Regions from separate parts of the Mus musculus genome. Here region 2 is linked to region 1. Evidence: chromatin contacts called from public HiChIP or PLAC-seq data. All regions are on one chromosome and are shown on one strand. The core of a region is the stretch at or near the end of the contact, and the rest is flanking DNA. Distances in the headings are between cores, read along the strand shown. Region 1 holds the start of Gpr39 (G protein-coupled receptor 39). Region 2 holds the start of Nckap5 (NCK-associated protein 5).

Region 1 (6,619 bases), core at 1,591-4,090:
AGGGCCAACTTAAGACTCACGTGCCTTCCAACCCTGGAACTGCTTGCACAAGTTTCAAACAACCCCAGGATTGATTTTTCTCAGGAAACAACACTGATGAGGAGAAGAATGTGTGTAATCTCAACTCTCCCTTGACCAAGCTCCCACTCACATACCTATGACATCACTTTTTCCTTGTTTTTGCTGAAAAATATTTTTAGCAGCCTTTGGTGACATGTGTTATAGATGTCTGGGTTAAAGCCCTGGCTCCCAGAGGTCAGTAACAAAACCCTTCTGGTTTGGGTTGGTTTGTCCTTTAAAAATTTTTTTATTATTATTCATATGTGTATATATCAGGGGCAGGTGACTAAGCTGTCCAGAAGAGGCAGTCATGGCCCCCGAGCTGGAAGTGTTACAGGTAGCTCTGAGCCACTAGGCGAGGGTGCTGGAACTCCAAGCAGGGTCTGCTGGAAGAGCAGTTCTCTTTCCTGTGGAGCCATCTCTCTAGCCCTTAATTCAGGATTTCTTGTTTTGCTCTGTATTTGGTTTTGTTTTAGGGTATCATAGAACCCAGGGTAGCCTCAGATTCACTATATAGCCAATTATGACCTTAAACTTCTGATATTCCTGCTTCTACCTCTCAAACGATAGGATTACGAGTATGGGACACCACACCAAGTTCATGTAGTGCTGGTGGAGGCACTTGGGGCTTCCAGCATGCTAGGCGAGCACTCTCCCATTCAAGCCCCATCTCCAACTTCCCATGACTCTCTTCTGAAGGTTTTGGGGTCTTATATATAACTGGTTCCCTAGAATTCATCCCCTTAAGCCCAGAGAAGACCCTTAATTTCAAATACTTGCATCACCACCAAGTTTTGGAAGCAAACGCCTCTCTCTCTCTCTCTCTCTCTCTCTCCCTCCCTCCCTCCCTCCCTCCCTCCCTCCCTCCCTCTCTCCCTCCCTCCCTTCCTTTCTCTCTCTCTTTCTCTCTTTCCATCAGAAGTTGGGGTGTAGAGAAATGTCGAGGTCAGCTCATCAGATAAACCGAAATCCCTGCTATGCCTCACTGTACTAAGAAGGTACATGGCCCAGCAGAAATCTAAGCAGGGAGTGCTCACATACATCTCAGAGTGAGCAGATCAAAGCTCAGTTTCTTTAGACTTGTAGATCACAGCTGCTAGAAATAGCAGTCTAAAGAGCAAGTATCCCTGAGAAGCCAGTTTCTTCCAAAGAGGAGAAAAACAAATTCGGACAAAATTTCCCTGCCGAGTTAAGGCTCTCTGGCCTAAGGATCCAGTAAGATAGCAGTATCTCTCTTTATCTCTGAAGGACTTGTCCCTGTCCAAAGGAACTCTCACTCGACCTGGGTGATTTCATTTGTCCCTCTTATCACCCAGTATCTTTATCTAAGATACTTTGTTTATAGCCTGAAGTCATAGGAATAATGTACCAGACCTTTCAATGTCACAGGCCACATTTTTCCTAAACACAAAGAAGAGACATCTCCCCCGCCCCCCCCTCCCCGCCCCCCAATAAGCACCAAGACCTTTATTTAGCTGCTGCTTTTTAGCCTCAGTGAACTCCGGGTTTCACTTCTCGGGCCAGAAGGCCCACGTCCCCCCTCCTCCCCCCAGCCCCCTCTCCCCACCGCGACCTAGACTCACTCAGGAATATGATGGTCTGTCTTCTTGCTGTCCGGCTCTCCTCACTCTCTGACTTCCTCAGCTGGAGCTGTGGCCCGGTCCCTGCAAGAGTGCCCTGCTTGCTCTTCATTAGCACTTTCATCATATTCCAACACATGAAAGCCACAGACGCCAGGACCACCAGGTAAACAGCAAAGGCCCCAAAGATGCTGGACTGGAAGACCTCCCAACGGTTGGAGAGGTTCGTGCAGATGGACATATTGGAGTTTCCAGGTTCATCGTGGTGGCGGGTGCGAGAGAGGTTGCAGTTGAGTCCCTTGTGAGTGGGTACGTTTACCAGAGGGTACTCGATACCCATGGCAAAGAGCAAAGGCAGTGCCACCAGGGCGGAGGTGACCCATACAAAGCCAATCAGCAGTTTCACCTGGCGAGGTCCAGACACTGCTTTATACTTGAAGGGATGACAAATGGCAATGTAGCGCTCAAAGCTGAGGGTCAGCACGTGCAGCAGTGTGGCGTAGCTGCACGTCTCAAAGAGGAACGTGTGGAGCTTACAGGACAGAGCATAGCTGGGTGTGGTCAGGGGGTTCCAAATGATGCTGTAGAACTCCATGGGCATGCCAATCAAAAAGACCAAGATATCTGAACAAGCCAAACTGACCATGTGATCTGTCACCTCCTTCTGCAAATAGCCCTTCTTCTGCAATACCTGCGTAACCCTGATGGTGACGCTGTTGCCCAAGATGCCTACCACAAAGATGATCAGGTACACCAAGATGAGGGTGATTTTGATCCAAGTGGCCACCTCAAATTCAGGAACATGGCTGTGATCGATGACACGGGAGCAGATGTGGTTGGAGCCACTGGATGAAGCCATGAGGAAGAGAGACCCAGACCACCAGGTCCCCAAATGTCTCCACTGCCCTTTCTTCGGCCTCCCAAAGAAGCCCCGCAACTCACCAGCGTGGGCGCAACACTTTTCTGTCACTGTGGTTGGCTGGCCAGGAGTGACTTAGTTTTTCGGCTCTCTCATTGTAACTTCCTGGAATAATTCACCCTAGAATCCCTGGCGACGCAGTGGGTGGCGGTGGGGTTTGGAGATAGTCACTCCGGGTGAGGAGGGACCAGTCCGGAGGAGGCTCTGACCTCCCTACTCAACTCTGAGTAAGAGCCGCAGAACTCTGTCTGGCGGCGGATCCTCCTCTCCCTTCCAGGTCCCTGGCACTGGCCTCCCCGACTGCCTTTCAGAAGGGAAGGGAAGAGGTCTCACACGGGTCAATCATTAACCACAGCCCATTCTGCTTAGCAGCCTGCAGCAGAACCAGCCCAGCCAGCCTCAGGGTCTGACTCAACACAGATTGTGGCAGGAAAAGGAACAGCACCTCCCCACCCCCTCGCTCTTGCAGCCTTCTCCTGGCCAGTCTTTGAGGTTTCTTGGGACCGGCAAACCGAGTAGGTGTGGCACCTGGGAAGGCGGAGGTCTCTCCCGGCCATGGAGAGAGGCAATCATCTATAAACTCCTGTATCTGAGATGCCCTGCCTTGCAAGACTGGTTGGGCTGTGGCTTGCCCTGAAAACTCTGCAAGTGCGCTCCCAGTAGTGCCTAGGTTATAAGATACCCAGGTATTTGCAATGAATTACTACCTGGAAGTCATCCCCAACCTGGCTAATAAGACCATTTTTGAAGTCTGGCTTGGCTCCAAGCCTCCTCATGTGCATAGTGCACGCTGCCTCTCCATACCGCAGTTGGTGGTTGTGTCACGAAGCCATTCTCTCCCCAGGGGCTGGGAATGTAGGTGGATGCGAAAGGGGTGCCTGTGTTCTAGATACCTGGTTAGGGAAGCAAGTCCTTCAAGGGAAGCTGTTTCCACAAGCTAGAGGACCACAGCAGGAGCTCATGGGCTCTCAAAGAGGTCCCGTCCCCCCTCACCCCTCTCACCCCCCTCACACACACACACCCCTCCTCTTAAACGGGTGGAGGGATTCTAATGCTCAGGTTGAGCTTTTCAGTGTAGAAATTCCATGTAACTCTAGAATCGAAAATCGAAAGAAAGTGAGTGGACATATGCACCCAACAGTCAACGTGTGTGCAGACATTGCTAAGTGGGGACTTGGGGAAGTCACTGTAAGCCAAGCACTACTGTCCTGAAGAATTAGACTGTGTATAGTCCCTACCCATCCTGACAACAGCTTTTCCTTGTCTGGATCACCATACCTGGGTTAACACTTCAAAGACAGAAGATAACTGAGTCCCCTTGGGTCATAAAATTACTTCTTTGGGTTGGTTGTCTATTGCTTGTTTTTTGAAAGATGGTTTCAGGTAACACAGGCTGGCTTCCAACACCATATAGGCCAGTAAAATCTTGAACTCCTGATCCTTCTGCCTCCCCCTTCCAAGTGCTGGAATTTCAGGCATTTAACACCACTCTTTGTGAGACATTGAGACCTAGGGCTTCACAAATGCTGGACAAACCCTCTACCAACTGAGCCACATCCCCCACTCTGTGTGAAATCTTAAGAAAAATTCAAATACATAAAGACAGGAAGCTGAGAAGGGCAATTCCCAGAGACAGCGAAGGAAAGGAGGTGCACTGAAGGGTGCTGGTTTGCAGTTGTACAGGGTAAATGTATCTAGATATTATTAACTCAAGTCCCCTAACTTGGGACTTAAGTTAATAGTACTTTGAGGCTCAATAAGTATAGCAAGAGACCACAGGTGTAACACACTTAACAGTAGCTCTGGGGCACAAGGAAACAAGGGAATTGTTTGTAGTCACCTTTTCACTGTGTGTTTTAGCTTGCTTTGGGTTGCTATGTTAACAAACTCCTAGCCAAAGCAACTTGAGGTGAAGGGCTTTTACTTGGTTTTTACTCCCTAGGTCAGTCTTGGAGGGAAGTCAGGGTAGGAACTGAAACAGAACACATGGAGACTCAGGATTTGCTAGCTTACCCACGCTCCAGGCCTGCTAGCTTCTTTCTCATCCACCCCAGGGCTACCTGTCTAGGGATGGCACTGCCCACACTGGGATGGATGACCGTACTGTAGAATAGTGAAAAAGAGCCATAGTTATCACCCTGCCCCCAAATCAATTCCAAGCAGATCAGAGACCTCAACGCTGAATTGCTAGGGGAAAACAGACATGGGTGCAGGAAATACAATTCCATTTGTCCAGGAATTAAGGCCAACAATTCACAAATGGGACCTCATAAAATTTAAAAGCTCCTGTACACAAAGAAAACCATCAATCAAGTGAGGAGGAAGCCCCCAGAGTGGAGGGGGGGAATCCTTGCCATCTATACACCCAGTAGAAGATTATTATCCAAAATAGATAAAGAACTCAGAGAAAAAAAAAACAACAAAGAATCAAGAAAATAAATTACTGAATTAAAAAGTGGTGTACGTAGGTGGACAGAGTTCTCAAAAAAAAAAAAAAGAAGAAGATGGCTAAAAAATATATCTTTAAGTGTTTAACTCCTTAGCAATAAGGAAAATGTAATTTGGAAACTATTTTGAAATTTGATCTTACCCCAGTCATAATATCTAAGATCAAGAAAACAAACAACACAAATGCTAAAGAGAATGCTGGGAAGGGGAACCCCCTCCACTGCTGATAGACCTGAGACCTGGTGCAGCCACCGTGGGAATCAGTGAGGAGAACTCTCAAAGAGCTGAAAGTAACCTGGCATAAGGCCCAGCTGTGGCACTCCTTGGCATATATGCAAAGGGCCTCAACCCTACTTCACGGACACTTGCTCCCTCAGCCATGATCAATGCAACTCTAGTGACAAGAGTTAGGAAATGGAGAAACAACCTATGTGTCCTTCAACCAATGCATGGACATGAAAATGTGGCACACATGTACAATGGGCTACTACTTGGCGGTAAAGAAAACAGAAACTAAAGATTCAGGAACTAGAATATATTTACTGAGTGAGGTAACCCAGAAAGATAAGCATCCCTTGTTCTCTTACTTGTGGATCCTAGCTCCAAGTCTCTGTATTTGAATATATAGCCCCTTAACTACAGAAGCGAGGGAAGCAGAAATGGGCCATAGAGGAACAGGGAAAGGAGCTCCAGAGAGGATAAAATACTGGACCAGAGGCTATCTAAAGTGAATAAGATAACACAGGAGCTATGAAGGGAGAAAACAAAAACCAGAGACGAGAGGAGTAACTGGGGAAGAGAGAGGGAGGGTAATAAAGAGAAGAGGAAGAGAGAAGGCATAAATAGCACTAAAGATGTATGAAAAAGCCAAATGTACATACATACATATCAAACACACACACATCCATATATATATGGATGGTGGATGTCCATATATATATACACATACACATATATATGCCATGAACATTAATAGAATTGTGTATGTGCCTGTGCATGTGTGTGTGTGTGTGTGTGTGTGTGTGTGCAGGTGCATGTGCACACATGTATATGTAGAGGGCAGAAGTCAAATCAGAAATTGTTCTTCAGGTTCTGTCCACCTTGTTAATTTATTTGGTTTGTTGGTTTTTTATTATTTTGAGACAAGGTCTCATTATGTAGACATACAGTTGTTTTTAAAGAATCAAACGTGTGTGTGTGTGTGTGTGTGTGTGTGTGTGTGCGTGTGTGTGTTTACATGCGTACAGGTGCCCTGGGAGACCAGAAGAAGCCATTGGATGCTGTGGATTTGGAGTTTCAGGTGATTATGAGCCACTAGATGTACATACTAAGAACCACATTCCAGGCCTGTGTAAGAAGAGCAATCACGTATCTCTGCTGAGCCATCTGCCCAGCCTCATGGTTCATTGTTTTTCTTTGTTTTGTTTTGTTTTGTTTTGTTTTGTTTTGTTTTGTTTTGTTTATTATCTTCACAACAGTGTAAAGTAGGTATCATTGCCCTCATTTTACAGATGAGAAACTTGAGAGGAGGATAAAGTGACTACCAGACAACTCTAAAGGAAAATTCAAGGTCAAGTATACCTGGCACCTAAACACTTTCCTCCCTATGGCA
Region 2 (6,619 bases), core at 1,043-3,542, 1.2 Mb before region 1:
TAATTTGGAAAAAGAAGGTGGCTAGTTATGCAGTGGATCTTTCTGCCCATAGAATAACTAAGTGGGAGCTGACTGTATGGGGACAAAGACTCTCCGAACCTACCAGATGCAGTGCAGTGATGCATCCCACCAGGGTAAACTGCATACAACACATAGATCACCATCTTACCAATGACTGCGGGGATGGGGTGGCATTCTCCATCTTAGACCTCTGCCCACCTAGCAGCAATGCATTGAGTAAGGCAAAGGTATGGTAAGCACTTGTCATGCACGATGTTGTTGGCTCTTCCCTATGTTTTAAAATAGCAATCCTGTGTTTAACCTCATAGATGGCTACTGTTTCTCTCAGGTGTTGCTGCCTGTCTTCCAGTCCCAAAGCAAAGTGAAATCACAGGGCCCCTTGTTCAGTTAAGGAGACAAGAATGACAGGAGAAGAGCCTGGGAGACGGGTCATCAGGTAAAAGCCCTTGCCGAGCCTGATGAATCTGATCCTGGGACCCACACAGTGGGAGGAGGGAACTGGCATCCTCAAGTTGTCTTCCGACCTCTACGTGTACACACAATATGAACAAATAAATGTGATATAAGAATGATGTTAAAAGAGAGCACATTAACACACACACAAGCCCTTGCAGGGAACAGGGCTCTACAGGGCTATGAAGATTGCATATCCATGAGGCTGGCCCAGTCCTCTCTTTCAGCCTTCTCTTTAACTTCCCCGTGTGCTGGGTTTTGCCTCTGAGCAGTTCAACAAATCGTCCTGAACGATGCACACATACATCACCCTTCCTCATGTTCCGTCTTGTTGAGAACCACAGACAGTTTTATTAACATGAAGGAAAGGCAGAGTAATGAATGTATGTGTCAGTGTTTCCTGGCTCACATTTTCCATTGGAGAAGAATACTTGGGGTGCTTGCCTCGTTCTAGGTACCCCACTAAAGGCAGGTGCTCTGAAGGAGGGAGGTCATTAGGGCAACCCAGAAAGCCTGGGATTTTTTAATCTGTAAGCCCACTTGAGATATACCAATAAATCAGCCTCCTGGAAAATCAGCAGTCTAGAAAAAATGTGAAGGCTCTTCCATTTATCTCTTGTTTTATCTGACTTATGGTTTGCTTTGTTATTCTATTTTTTGAGACATTTATGCATAAGTGTTTGTTATCTACTGTTTAATGTCATAATCTGCCTAAGCTATCATTTTTTTGAGTAACATTTTTTGTATGTATATGTGAGAGAGAGTTCACACTCGCACTTGTGTGAGTATATGCATGCCCATATATATATGCATATATATATGCAGAGGCCAGAGAAGGAAGCTGGGAGCTCTCCTGTACCTCTTTCTGCTTTCATCTCGTGACATGGGGCAGCCAGCAAGCCCCAGCTACCCTCCTACTGAGATTAGAGGTGTACAGAACCACACACGGCTTTTTATGTGTCTTCTAAGGATTTGAACCCAGGTCCTATTGCTTGCCTAGCAAATGGTCTGACCCATCCAAGCGATCTCCTAGACTCTTCTTCACTTGTAATATTTTAAATTCTAATCAGGCTTATAAACACTGTGCGCTGATGATTATCTATTTGGATTCACGGAGAATTTATTTGAAGCTGGATCTAGCTGAGAGGTCACCAAGAAAGAAAGAACTTGAATAACTGTCTTTCACTCGGGAAAATATCTAGTGTGGGTTCTGGCTAATGAATGAGGGTGGAAAAGTGCTATGCATCTCAGGGGCTCTTTGAAAGTGAAAATTACTTGATTTAGCTTTTCAGGAAAACCAAATTATGCATATGTCCCTCCTGTAAGGCTGTACAAAATCAATGTTTGTAGAGAGCAGAACAGGGGCCGTAATAAGTCACCCCTTTCAGAAAGTACTCCCCTACCTGCAGGGATTCCCGCCCCCTTCGTTTTGGCTTTTTTTAGATGAATGAAGAATTTTCTCCACAAATTATTAATTATTCCATCTTGGCTATAGAACTCCGTTCCTTGTAGTTCAGTAGGAGTCAGTGCTATTCAAACTGCCGCTTTTGATGAAGTAATCGTCCGCTTCTGGGGCCTCTTTTCAGCTGCCCTGGGCGTGCGTCCCATGTAAACGACTGCCAAATAGATTCTTTCGACATTCCAGCCAATTAAAATACATTTAAAGTGCAGCTGGTGGAAAGGCAAGCCGGGCGATCCCGATCACGAGGAGAACTTCGGGGCAGTGAGATAGAAAAACAAACTTTGGGGCTCCCACGAGGCAGCGGAGAAGTCAGAAAAGGGAGCTAGCTACCTCTCACGCTACCCTCCAACCAGAGATGACACCTGGATCCCCACCTTAAAAGACACCAAGGAGGGAAGCCTGCTTGGGAGGGTGTGAGTTTTTCCTCTCTCTTGTTGCCTGTGGAAGCTGAGTGTTGGCTCGGTGCCCGGTGTGGTACTGCATTCAAACGCCCGCAGAACACAGGCGTGTTTGTTAAGCAAGCCAGTGATCAAAAACTCCTACAGGAAGATCCGAGAACCCCCCAGGAGCCCTCCTGGGTAGCACTAGGACTTTGGATGGAATGAGACAGAACCCCGGAGCAGGCTAACGGTGGCGGAGCAACCAGCTGGCCTGTCTGCTATGCCTTTTAGGTAAGGATAGAACTTTTCTTTGCTTCGCTTTTTGTCCCACTGCGTGTGGACTTTGATGTGGAGAATTAAGGTTACTGTGCTCAGCAGGAGCAGTGCAGTGGTCTGGACTTCTGATTTGCAGGTCTGCGTGATTTTTCTGGAGGACTCCGAGGAGGAGCCACTCAGTGTAAATACATCCAGGCATCGCTCAGCACGTGCAGGCTGCGTTGGCACTCACCATGGTGCCTTTGCGCGTGTGGCTCCCTGCTATTTTCTTCCGGTGCTTGCTTTGCGAGAATCCAGGTGTGTGGGGTTTCACAGTGAATTGCTTCCTCCTCGGAACCTGTAATTGCTGTCTAATGCCTGTTTGAGTTTTAGTTCCCATTTCTTGTCGCTGTTGTCTCCTTCCTGTGGTACCAGCGCCACACCTGTACAATCGAGCAAAGTTTACTTGGTTCTCTCTCTCTCTCTCTCTCTCTCTCTCTCTCTCTCTCTCTCTCTCTCTCTCTCTCTCTCTCTCTCTCTCTCTCCCCCTCCCTCCCTCCCTCCCTCCCTCCCTCCCTCCCTCCCTCCCTCCCTCCCTCCCTCCCTCGCTAATATCCAAACAAACCTAAGCATTTTGCTTTCCTAAAGAAAAGCCAAAATGTTTGGAAATGTCTTGGTAAATCTTGATTCTTTTTTCTGCTTCTGGAGTTGTTCCTTCACGGGCTTTCAGTTCAAGCTTTTCTTGGGCTTCAAGGAAACAGGTACAGCCCTGATATCTTGGCGCTGCTGTTCAGTCAGCTCCCAGCTCAGGGGTCCCAAGCTCCTGCCCAGTTCATACAGCTGAGAACACCAAGCAGATGTATAATTGAGCACTGGGCATCAATTCCTACCCACCAGTTGCCAGATGAAAGATGTTCAAGGATCTTGACTGTTTCCTATCTCTGGTTGTCATGGTTGGCTCATTCTGGCTTTGACTTTGTTCGCCGTGAACAAAGAATCTCGCACGTTTCACGGTGAGGGATTGTGTTGCAGAGACCTGAGCGCTGCTAAATGTGCTTTATTAATCTCTAACGTGCCAGTAGCTCAGAGCCCATGCCAAGTAGAGACTTTCCAAATTTTTTGGAGCTACCTGCTGCCAAGATAAACAGCGGTTGGCCCCAGGAGGGGTATTTTAAGGGATCTTGCAACAGCAAAGTTTTACCCATTAAGAGTGGCGAAAGTCAATGAAGGAAATACTGAATAGAAGAAGTTTCAGGGAAAAACCTGACTCAGCTCTCTACCCATTGAATGGACCCAGTGGAGAGAGTCCATCCTCTCATGAACAAAGGACTCTGGGTTTCCTGTGGGCAGGCAGTGACTTTGCTATATGTACACATAGAGCTCTGTTTATGATAGAGGTGAATGGAGACATTCGTGAACACAGATACTTTCCCTGCCTGTGGCAGTGCCAGAACTTGGAGGGAAAACACGGCTTCGTGTGACCTGTGCCTGTCCCATACAATGATTCCACCCTCCACCCCCAACAAACACACACAGAAGTCCATATGGACCCAAATGCAACTTTGTGTTGAATCATGGGAAGAAAGACCTTGGGCAATAGAATGGTAAGGTAATCTACGGCTCAGTTGGCAGGTCCCTGAGAGTGAATGGCTTCTCCAGACTCTGAGTTACTCACCAGAGCAGAATGAGGGGTACCATGCTGGTTCCTGGAAGGTGGGGAGAAAGCCATATATTCCTGGGAGACTCTGACTTTAGACATATATTCCATATGCAGGTACATCTTTTTTTTAAAAAAATAATACTTGTATTATTTATTGAGTACCCCATACAGGCATAGAGTGAACCCCTGCTCCCTCTCTTAGGATCCTTTCAGATTCACCCTTATGCCCTGTCTCTCCTCCCAAAAACACATATCTTTTTTTTTTTTTTTTTGACACGGTTTCTCTGTTATCCGGGAACTCACTCTATAGACAAGGCTGGCCTTGGACTTAGAGATCTGCCTGCCTCTGCTCCCTCTGCCCCCGAGTGCTTGGATTAAAGGTGTGCACCACCACTACCCGGCTCACACCCACTTTAGAAAAAGAGATTCTATTTATTTTTATGTATATAACCCTGTTTTGTCTGCATGTAGTATGTGCACCACATATATGCCAGGGCCAACAGAGGTCAGAAGAAGGCTTCAGATCCCCTGGAACTGGAGTTGGATCGTTGTGGGTGCTGGGAATAGAATCTGGGCCATCTACAAAAGTGAGTTCTTAGCTACTAGTGTTCTAAGTCACTGGGCCACTGCTCTAGCCCCCAGCTCTTTTTCTTTTTTAAAAAGTGAGCTAGCAGATTCAGTTTGAATTACCCATAGACTCATGCAAGTGGGGATGTCCACTGGTGCACACCGGCTTACCAGGGGCCACACTTTCAACAGCAACATCACACATTCACACATACACACATAGGCACATGCACACACATATACACACATGCACATACACACACACACACACAGAGAGAGAGAGAGAGAGAGAGAGAGAGAGAGAGAGACATGCCAAGTCTTCCCCCTCTCCCAAAAGCCATTATCTGCCACTCAAGTCCTTCATCCCTCCATGCTGGAGTCTTGGTTACCTTGATCTTGTACAGCTCTTGTGCAGGTAAACAAGGTGGTTTTAAATTGATGAGTACAGCAGTTCTGTCATGCCCAGAAGACAACTCCGGTCTGGCCCTTCCCAACCTTTGGCTTTGACAGTCTTTTTAATCCTTCTTCTTAGATGGTCCATGAGCCTTTGAGTAGAGAGTGATATATAGACGTCCTATTTATGGATGAGCATTCTACAGATACATATTCTCTATGGGCAGGGACTTCTGCCAGCATTGTTATGTGAGAGCCATGGCTGGGAGCTGGAAGGAGCTCCAACCACCTTTCTGAAGAAGGGACCAAGACACGAAGGTTTTACTAATATCCTTGAACAGTGGCGAGGAGGATAAAGAGAAAGATAGAGCTTTGATCAGGCAGGTGGTTTGATTGCCTTTAAGCAAAGTCCAGCCTCCTTCTCTCAGCTTAGCACAGGAATTGACAAGCTACAAATCAGGCGAAAACCTGCCCACTGTGTTTTTGTGTGGATAAAGTTTTATTGGAAGACAGCCACACCTGTTTGTTGACTTATTGTCTGTGGCTGCCTCTGAGCTGTTCCAGCAGAGTTGAGTCACTGTGGTCACACAGATCTGAGAATACTACTTGCAGGGAAAGTCAGAGAGGCTAGGCATAGAGAATCATGCTTCTTGAGCTACCTGTAGGCTAGAATACGTCTTGTTTTGAATTTCCATTCTGTGATGTGTAGGGGTGGGTCATTTTTTATACAATGTGATTCAAATATTGCTTCAATATTGTGGTTCTGTAAAATCAATGAGTTTGCTCTCTCTTCCTCTCTTCCTCCATCTCTTCCTCTTCCTCTTCCTCTTCCTCTTTCTCTCCGTGTGTCCATGTATGTGTGAGTGTACGAGTGCATGCATGTACAGTGCACATGCGAGGGGATCCAGGTACTGAATGTTGAATGTTGTTCCTCAGACATCTTCTACCTTTTCAATTTTGAGACAGAGTCTCTCACTGGCCTGGAACTTGGTCATTACAGAAAACTTCCAGGGATCTGCCTACCTCTGTCCCCTGTCTTATTGTTACTAATGTTTCCGATGTTTTTCCTGTCATAGCACCTGGCATTTTACACAGTGCTGTGGTTTGAAAATGAAATCTTCCCTATAGACTCACTAGTTTGAATCCTTGGTCTCAGCTGGTGAAGCTGTTTGCAAAGGTTATGGAGCCTCTAGGAGGTAGAGGCTGCTGGAGAAAATACATCACTGGGGAGGCGGGCATGGAAGTCTTATAGCCTGGCCCCACTTCCTGCTCACTTTGCTTCCTGCGTGTGGATGAAATTTGATCTCTGCCTCCTGTCAGGCAAACCTTAGCTCCTGCCTTCATGCCTACCCAGGCTTGACAGACTGAATTCCCCCCTGGAACTTTGAGACTTCCTTCCCTAACTTGTTTTCTGGTGGATTATTTTAA

What was found. HiChIP or PLAC-seq counts read pairs in DNA pulled down with a chosen protein or histone mark.
Region 2: an H3K4me3 HiChIP or PLAC-seq map of stem cell-derived neural progenitor cells shows a contact between it and region 1, with 6 times the contacts expected there. The contact joins the promoter of Nckap5 here to the promoter of Gpr39 in region 1. A contact is called at or near these places in 9 of 39 promoter capture datasets (the 3T3-L1 cell line, 3T3-L1-derived adipocytes, embryonic stem cells and 4 more), 1 of 115 datasets of contacts at active chromatin or transcription factors (stem cell-derived neural progenitor cells) and 1 of 9 other capture datasets (adipose tissue).

What each region holds. Positions count from the first base shown.
Region 1 is chr1:125,673,217-125,679,835 of GRCm38.p6, reverse strand. Gpr39 (G protein-coupled receptor 39) reads right to left here and starts at 2,840. Exons shown (of 2, transcript NM_027677.2): 1 at 1,644-2,840. The coding sequence starts at 2,499.
Region 2 is chr1:126,826,305-126,832,923 of GRCm38.p6, reverse strand. Nckap5 (NCK-associated protein 5) reads left to right here and starts at 2,292. Exons shown (of 17, transcript NM_001081756.1): 1 at 2,292-2,607.